Regions from separate parts of the Danio rerio genome. Here region 1 is linked to region 2. Evidence: chromatin contacts called from public Hi-C data. All regions are on one chromosome and are shown on one strand. Each heading gives the region's core, a stretch centred on a gene start, on an enhancer-like site or on the middle of the called end of the contact. The rest is flanking DNA. Distances are from core to core; before and after follow the strand shown.

What was found. A called contact is a pair of places that touch in the nucleus more often than the background predicts.
Region 1: a contact with region 2 is called in a Hi-C map of an unstated tissue, with 2.6 times the contacts expected there. The contact joins two enhancer-like sites. A contact is called at or near these places in 2 of 18 Hi-C or Micro-C datasets (caudal fin and an unstated tissue).

The regions. Positions count from the first base shown.
Region 1 is chr16:21,467,139-21,471,760 of GRCz12tu, reverse strand. It overlaps ankrd28b (ankyrin repeat domain 28b), which reads right to left. Exons shown (of 29, transcript XM_009292265.4): 5 at 2,418-2,618. Among named protein-coding and RNA genes, the nearest start is that of c16h2orf66, 41 kb to the left of the region's middle. Within about 2 kb of position 2,515, at least 6 of the 62 cell types and tissues checked have an H3K27ac peak or open chromatin away from gene starts, as enhancers often do.
Region 2 is chr16:21,347,280-21,351,808 of GRCz12tu, reverse strand. The region is part of intron 3 of LOC141378092 (a long non-coding RNA gene); the gene reads right to left. It also overlaps a transcript of hdac9b not described here. Among named protein-coding and RNA genes, the nearest start is that of ahr1a, 37 kb to the left of the region's middle. Within about 2 kb of position 1,913, at least 10 of the 62 cell types and tissues checked have an H3K27ac peak or open chromatin away from gene starts, as enhancers often do.

The DNA of each region.
Region 1 (4,622 bases), core at 1,266-3,765, 120 kb before region 2:
GAGTGTGAAATAAATAAATGACTAAAAGAAATTTGAATTAGGGCTGTAAATATTATTGTTTTAGCATGTGTAATAGTTATATCACAGAATGTAAAATGTCAAAATCAAGATCATAGTTTAATGCTTTTTAAAGTAGTCGTATCACAGATGTTTTCACACCGCATTACTATCTGGGGTAGCATTCTGTTGCTGCTGTGTTTACACTGCAAGATGAATCAAGATGAAAAACACACAAGAAGTGACATGGAAACAACATGAGGTCACATAGTATCTTTTGTTATAAACTACATAAGAAAAAAGCCTTTAGTGGGGTGGAAAATGTACTTATTTTGCTCAGCAGGGTTTCGAAGGGACTTAGCAATTTCTCTCGTGGTATTGCTCAGACACTGGGGCTCCTATAAAATTTCCACTTGTTTTACCGAATTGTCCACATGGCGGTGCACCGAAGAAACAATTAATTTTGACACCCCTAATCAGCATTAACAGAAACCTCGCCTCTGCTTATATTTGATTGAAGAATGAAAAAGATGCGACTGATGTAACATGCTTTTCTGCTTGGGGTTAGCTTATTTCAACTGCGAGCACACAGCTTGCAATGGCAAAAACATAAGCGGAAGACGCATAAGCAGCGTACAAAACACTCACAGCCTTAAGTAAACTATTCAAAAGATGCGCCTTTCATCACAAAAAGTGTGTTCGGTGTAATCGCCCTCTTATGCTGCCAAACTTTGAAAAAAAATATAAAATAACATTAATCGTTTAACTAATATCATTAATCTGTTAAAAAAACACCCTTTCGTTAACGGTTAATCGGTTATTTTGAGCATCCCTAGTCCATATAATTAGTATGCCAAATATCTCACGTCTTTGATAGTTCACACTGTGTGATTGTTACTTGTACAAGCACCGATTTGCCTTTGATTTCAGGCATTTGTCAGCGATTTCTCAAGACCTGTAAGCGAGTCAAAATCGGGGCTAAAATCCTGCAGTCTGAACTTGGAATAACAGGTATCGATGTCCAGATTTGGGAAGTAATTGCAAAGTTATTGTGGCTAAAATCATGCATTCTAAACTTGGAATAACAGGTAACGATTTCCAGATTTGGGGAGTTATTGCAAAGTTATTGTGGCTAAAATCATGCATTCTGATCTTGGAATAACAGGTAACGATTTCCAGATTTGGGGAGTAATTGCAAAGTTATTGTGGCTAAAATCATGCAGTCTGAACTCGGAATAACAGGTAACGATTTCCAGATTTGGGAAGTAATTGCAAAGTTATTGTGGCTAAAATCATGCAGTCTGAACTCGGAATAACAGGTAACGATTTCCAGATTTGGGGAGTAATTGCAAAGTTACTATAATAGAGAAAGTTGAGCATTTCTACACTTTTTGAAAGGTTTAGTTCACCTAAAAATGAAACTTTTTATCAATTAGTAACCCTAATGTGATTCCAGACCTCTGAGAGCTTTGTTCATCTTCAGAACACAAATTAAGATACTTTAGTTAAAACCAAGAGCTCCTTTATTGTCCATAGACAGCAAGGGTCCAGACTCTAAAGTCCAGAAAAGTATCAAAAAACATCCTCAAAACAGACCATTTTCTTTTCAGTGGTTCAATCAAAATATTATTAAACTACAAAAAAGAAACAGATGCTTACAGTTTCTTCTTTTTCGTTTCATTTTTCAAATAGCCCAGATGAAAAGTTATATTTTTGGATAGGGCAAAAAAAAAAAATCTAAGTTAATACATTTAATAAATACAACAATACACTATTAATAATAATAATAATAATAATAATAATAATAATAATAATAATATATATATATATATATATATATATATATATATATATATATATATATATATATATATATATATATATATATATATATATAAAACTTTAGTCTTTATTTCTTAGCAAAATATTTTAACTTATTGTGTAAAAACAATCAAGCTCTACTTGTATCTATACACTTTTTTCAACAAACTTTCTTTAAAATAATAAAAAAAAAATGAACAAATGTTTTAAAAGTTTTAAAATCTAAAAACTATTATAAACTAATTCTATGCACAACAATCTGTCCAGGTCAGTGTCAAATTTCCTTACAAATGTTATTGTAAGGAAAATGGATTGTGAGGTGTATTGTTGGTGATTGTATGAGTTTTCGCCAGATTGGGTAGCAATACACGAACAAAGGAAAATTAAGACCTGTTTAAAAAAAAAAATAAAATCAAGACCTACAACACAATATTTCAGTAAATTTAAGACACTTGTACCGTGAAATCGCTTGCCGCAATATAAACTGCTGAAAAACAAAATACTGCAAATTTGCATTTTCTTTTTTTCAATATTGTCCAGCCCTATTTCAAAGCATTCTTTCTACAACACCTCCACATATGCAAATGCAGTTGACTGACCTCCAGGTGGCCGCTAAAGGCAGCGTGGTGCAGAGCTGTGCGTCCAGCACGATCTGATACATTAACATTGCTGAGCAGTGGCACCAGCGCCTCAGCACAGCGAACCGCCTTGTTAGCAGCCGCCACATGTAGAGGAGTCTGCCAGTTCTTATCTCGAGCATTCACATCAGCAGAGTGCTTCAACAAAACCTGCACCGCCTCCTGCAAAACACAACATCAAGAATCTCAAGCTCTGCTTTCACTTTGTCCTCTGTTAGTCACACTTTGTCATACTTCGTCATAAGTAATAAAAAAGTGCACTATGATTTCCATGATAAGAAAGATAGAATGCAATAAAAAAAATGGAATTTATTAAACATTGGGTAACATCATGGTAGGGCTATACAGTCAACATAGGTCTAATCGACTGTTTGTTAATATGATCTGCGTGAGTTCAAAGGAGTTTCACTGTGCACCGCGATGTATCAGGACTAGGGTTGTAACGGTATGAATTTTTTTACGGTATGATAATCGTTTAAAACAGTACCACGGTTTGACGGTTTCGCGGTATACGGTATGTTACAAATGTTACAAAATAATAGAACAGTGAAGCAAATTTGACTTTTTCCAAATAATATATTTTCAGTTACTATAAACAACACCACTTACAATGAACAAATAAAAAATAAGAAAATAATAAATAATGTGTCAAAGTCCAAATAAAGTCCAAATAAACATGGTGCAAATCCTCAGTAAAAAAATAGATATAAATATTTACTATACTATAAATAGTTACATAACGAAACTAGATTCAATATGGAACATCCTTAGGTTTTATGTGCCAGCATGGATATGGTTGTCTGTGGATATGGATTAGGATATGGTTGTCTGCAATGTAAACAAACAGCTGCACCTTCATTTGTGTCTTTTGAAAACAGCAAGAGCAGCAGTTCGTCTTTGCTGTGTCACTGTTTTGTCATGTTTCTGTGCTGCTGTGCATGCAAAAGTACTTAGTATGAGAATTATTTCATGCAAAACTTTTTTTTTTTGCGTTTTATTTAGCCGCGCATAAATGTATGCCTATCTCTCATTCCGTGTTGTTCAAAAAGCTCGTTTTTGGTCCACAAACAAAAGCGAAACCTATGCTTATTGGTTGTGATATAGCGAGTTTGAACCAATCTGGGCATGGAGGAGGGACAATGCATCAATGTATCATGTCTGGTTTGTCCGGAGACACAGTGACGAGCGTTTCTTTGTCAAATCAGCGTTGTCAAATTTTGATGACGTAACCGCACTGATTCCGGAGCCTCCGGAGCCGCGAATGTTATGTGATACAGCACTGGAAAGCTGAGATTCTCTTCTTTATGCCAATCTTTGAATTGTATGAATCGGATCAGCGGATCAAAAGTTATTAAACATTTAAGAGCAATACTTATTTTTAGCCGCGGGCGGCTGTCTCGGTCTTTAAGGGTTAAAACCGTTGATATGCAATTGTTCATGGTATGATAATCGTGCACGTTCAAATCGTGGTAGACCGTCATACCGGTATATTGTTACAACCCTAATCAGGACTAAATCATGCAGCAATCAATCAAGGATGAAAAAAGAAGGAAGATAAGCTCACCCGGGCAGGATTGTGCAGATTTTTAGTACACCATTTATTATAACATGAGGTGTAATATGACATTTTGGAGCTCATACACGCCTCCATTAATCCATTACTTAATTGCAATAAAGAGTAGATTCCCTTTTAGCAATAATTTGAGTATTGTTTGTAAAGACATAATTTCATGCTTGTTTTTATGCGCAATGAAAACTGAAGGCGCTAAAGATCAGGTTGTCTGGTTTGATGATGACGATGATCTCCTTTATTAAGTGTGTGTATACAGTCTTATGCAAAAGTTTGGCCACCCCTGATAATTTTCATTCAAATTAGCAATATATCCTAAAGAAAAAGCTACATTTCATTTCTGACATAACATTTATTTAAATCAACAGATGCATTGCAATTTAAGTCTTAAAAAACAGACCGATGCAAAAATTTGGGCACCCTAACAGAATAATGACATCAATATTTTGTACAGCCACCTTTTGCTAAAATAACAGCATGTAGACGCTTTTTACAGACAAGGATAAGTCCCTGTATTCTTGCTGAAGGCATTTTGGACCATTCTTTCTTGCAAATATTCTCCAGTTCAATCAGGTTTAATGGGTGCAGAGCATGAA
Region 2 (4,529 bases), core at 664-3,163:
AAATATTTGAGAAACATCTATAAACAAGTAATGATGGAATCTTTTCAATTGTAAATCTTGAGTGTAGCAGAATTCAAGGTATGTGAAATGACACAGAGTGACCATAGTGAGTCTGCATCTATAGGCCATACCTGGATTAGCCTACACTGGGCCTGTTAGATTTGGTGTGGGCTGGCTGTAGCCCACAGTGCCCACAAATAGCCAGCACGGACCCTGCAGAAGCATGTTTGCTGGGTCAGTCTCCTGTTTACAGGTTCAGAGTGGTCTTCTGCTGCTGTAGCTCATCTGCTTCCAATTTACCTTGTATTGTGTTTTTTTTCTGCAGACCTAGTAATTTAAACATTGTTATTTATTTATTTATTTATTTATTTATTTATTATTGTTTTTATGGTGACACATTGGCGCAGTGGGTAGCATCACAGCAAGAATGTCACTGGTTCGAGGCTTGGCTGGATCAGTTGCCGTTTCTGTGTGGAGTTTGCATGTTCTTCCCGTGATTGCATGGGTTTCCTCCGGGTGCTCCGGTTTCCCCCACAAGTCCAAAGACATGTGGTACAGGTGAACAGGGTAAGCTTAAATTGTCCATAGTGTATGAGTGTGTGTGTGTGTGAATGGGTGTGTATAAATGTTTCCCAGTGATGGGATGCAGCTAGAAGGGCATCCGCTGCGTAATACATATGCTGAATAAGTTGGCGGTTCATTCCTCTGTTGCGAACCCAGAATAATAAAGGGACTAAGCCGAAAAGAAAAAAAAATGAATGAATATTGTTTTTATTAAGTCCTGGGTGGCACGGTGAATAAGTGATCAGCACATTTACTTCTAAGCAAGAAGGTTGCTGATTCAAGCCCAAGCTAGATCAGGAGGGCTTCTGTGTGGAGTTTGCAGGTTCTCTCTGTGTCAATGTGGGTTTTCTGCGAGAGCTCTAGTCTCCCTCACAGAGAAGCGGTATACTATAAGTGAATAAGATAACTAAATTGAAAACTAAATTGGCCATAGTTTGTGAATGGGAGAGTGTGTGGGGTTTTCCCAGCACTGATTGTAGTACTTTTAGTACTGGGTTGTGGCTGGAAGGCAATCCGCTGTGTGAAACATATGGCCAACTAATTGGAGGTTCATTCTGCTGTCGTGACTCCTGATAAACCAGGGAATAAGCTGAAGGATAGTGAATGAGTAAGAGAGAGTAACTGTTTTCATTCTGTCAGTTAATACCAGCCTGGCCATTCTCTGCCCTTAGAGCAGGGGTTTGGTCCTGGAGGGCCAGTATCCAGCATAGTTTTGCACAGCAAGAAGGCTGCTGGTTCAAGTCCCGGCTTGCCAGTTGGTATTTCTGTGTGGAGTTTGTATTGTTCTACCCATGATCACATGGGTTTCTTCCGGGTGCTCCTCTTTCCCCCACAGTTCAAAGACATGCTCTAGGTGAATTGGGCAAACAAAATTGGCTGCAGTGTATGTATGTGCGTGTAAATACGAGATGGTATGGGTGTTTTCCAGTTATTGGTTGTGGCTGGAAGGGCATCTACTGCGTAAAACATATGCTGGAGTAGTTGGCGGTTCATTACACTGTGGCGACCCCTGATAAATAAGAGACTAAATTGAAGTAAAATGAATAAACTTTTGTTATAAAATCATACACATTTCTAAATCCACAGTGTTATTCAGACAGGGTTTTGCTATTATTAATATTTTTTTTTAACTAAGAGTGTCACAGCTTTGGGCACTGCCCCACTTTGAGCAGGATAATCCCTGTGGATTGGGCTCCATAAGCCCCGTAAGACCCACTAAGACCAGATGGAATTTGCCTTCACCATGGCTGAAGGTTCCCACAAATTGAATTAGTCAGTCAGCAGAGGAAGGGTATAGGAGACCAGTGGGTCAAAAACTGCCTCTGTATTGCAGTCCTGTCTGAGATCTGCTGACCTCTGAACTCTACACATCCGGTGGGCTTTACGGTCCATTGTGGTGATGAACATGTGTGATCATCATTAGTGTCATTCTCTGGCTAAAGCAAAAGGACTATGAACAAAAAACGCCCACTATGTAATGAACATATTGAGACATGTTCAGTACTATAATAAATAAATAAAGAATTAAATGCATCATACATTTTTGTGTGGACCATATTCTTATAATAAATTAGCATTTTTTAAATTAAAAAATTGACTTAAATGCTAAATTGTCACAAAACGCATACAAATATACACAAAACTCAAGCTAAACTTGAATGAAAAAAAAAAAAACTTTACATTTCTTAACTAGGACACAATGAAAATGACTGTGATGAAAAGTATTTAAGTAAAACTCATGTTTTTAAACTATATCTTACATTTTAAAAGGAAAACATTGCCTTTTAACCACCATTATTCACTCTGGTACCATTTTAAGGATGCTTGTGTGTTTCTGTTTTTGTTATGGTTCCATTTATGCCCACTTTATTTTTTTGAGTCGAAATGCTTCTAAACATTTTATCTTACCTCACTTATTATAGAGGACCTGCAAATTACAAACCATTAAGTAGTTATTACATATACAGTTGAAGTCAGAATTATTAGCCCCCTTTGAATTTTTTTCTTCTTTTTTAAATATTTCCCAAATGATGTTTAACAGAGCAAGGACATTTTCATAGTATGTCTGATAATGTTTTTTTCTTCTAGAAGCAATCTTATTTGTTTTATTTCGGCTAGAATAAAAGCAGTTTAAAAACATTTTAACACCATTTTAGGGACAAAATTATTAGTCCCTTTAAGCTATATTTTTTGCTCAATAATCTACATAACAAACAATAACTTGCCTAATTACCCTAACCTGCCTAGTTAACCTAATTAACCTAATTAATATTAATTACTGTCATCATAACAAAGTTAAAATAAATCAGTTATTAGAAATGAGTTTGCTGCTTATTAATACAACCCAAAATCAGAAAATGTTACAGTATGGTACAGTATGGAAACATAGTGATTTCTAAATTTACTTTGACTTGTATTTCATTGCAGACAATATGCAATATGAACACAAAACATTTCATGTTTTGTTTGGTCAAATTCATTTCATTTGTAAATATACATCCTTTTTCTGTCATTTAGACATGCAACACATTACAGAAAAAGTTGGGACAGAAACAATTTAGGGCTAGTAATCAGATAAATTGGTTAAATAATGATGTGATTTGAAACAGGTGATGTCAACAGGTGATTGTAATCATGATTTGGTACAAAAGCAGCATCCAAGAAAGGTCTAGTTCTTTAGGAGCAAAAATGGGCAGAGGATCACCACTTTGCCAACAAATACGTGAGAAAATAAAAAAAAAATAAAATTAAAACAATGTTCCTTAAAGAAAGATAGGAAGACATTTAGATATTTCACCTTCAATAGTGCATAACATCATTAAAAGATTCAAGGAATCTGGAGGATTTTCAGTGTAAAAAGGACATGTGCATAAGTCTAAGTTGAACAACTGTGATCTCTGATCTATCCGTCATCACCATTCATCTATAAGGGATATCACCACATGGGCTCAGGACTACTTTGGCAAACCTTTATTAAGTACCACAATATTTATTTACATCCACAAATGCCAGAAACTGACAAATGCCTAAAACTGTACTGTGCCAAAAGTATGCCATATGTTAACAGAGTCCACAAGTGTCATCAACTGCTCTGGGCTCAGACGCATATGGGATGCACTGGCACACAGTGGAAATTTGTACTGTGGTCAGATGAATCAGTATTTCAGGTACTACCAGCAACAAGTCCAAAAGCCAGGGTCTGTAATTGTCAAGTGCGCCAGGAAAATCTAACTTGCACTTCTGTGATGGCACCATTAATGCTGAAAAGTACATAGAGATTTTGGAGCACATTATGCTGCCTTCTTTTCTATGGACACACTTGCATATTTCAACAAGTCAATGCAAAACCACATTCTGCACATATTACAAAGTCCTGGCTGCTGAGGAAGAGGATACAGGTACTTGGCTGGCCTGCCTGCAGTTCTGACCTGTCTCAAAGAGAGAATGTGTGGCAAAATTCGAAGTGCAAAATGCGACAACAAAAAACAGCCCTTGTTGTTGCCCACCTTAGGACTTGTTTGCACGAAGAATGGACCAAAATTACACCTGGAACACTTCATCAATTGATATCTTCAGTCACTAAACAGTTTAAGTGTTGTGAAAAGGAATGGAAACATTACAAAGAGGTGAATTCTTTACCGTTCCAACTTCTTGACATGTGTAGCAAAAACTGGAATTGGACTACATGTTTTATTTGAAATAAATAAAATAAAAGTTAAGGTTGAGGAAAGTAAGGTTATAGTTATTAAGTTTGGTTTTAGGATGTATAATAAGGTCATGTTGAATCTTCTTTTTAAGTTATAAGTTAATATCAGCTCCTGCAAATATGTCTGGTAATGTAATAATCCATATTGTTTGCAAATATTTGAGAAATGTAGTGAAATTATGGCAGTTCTCTTTGTGTTCCTTCTTTGCTTGTATTGTTTGCTTGCTACACCTTGTCACTATGTCACACTTTCACATTG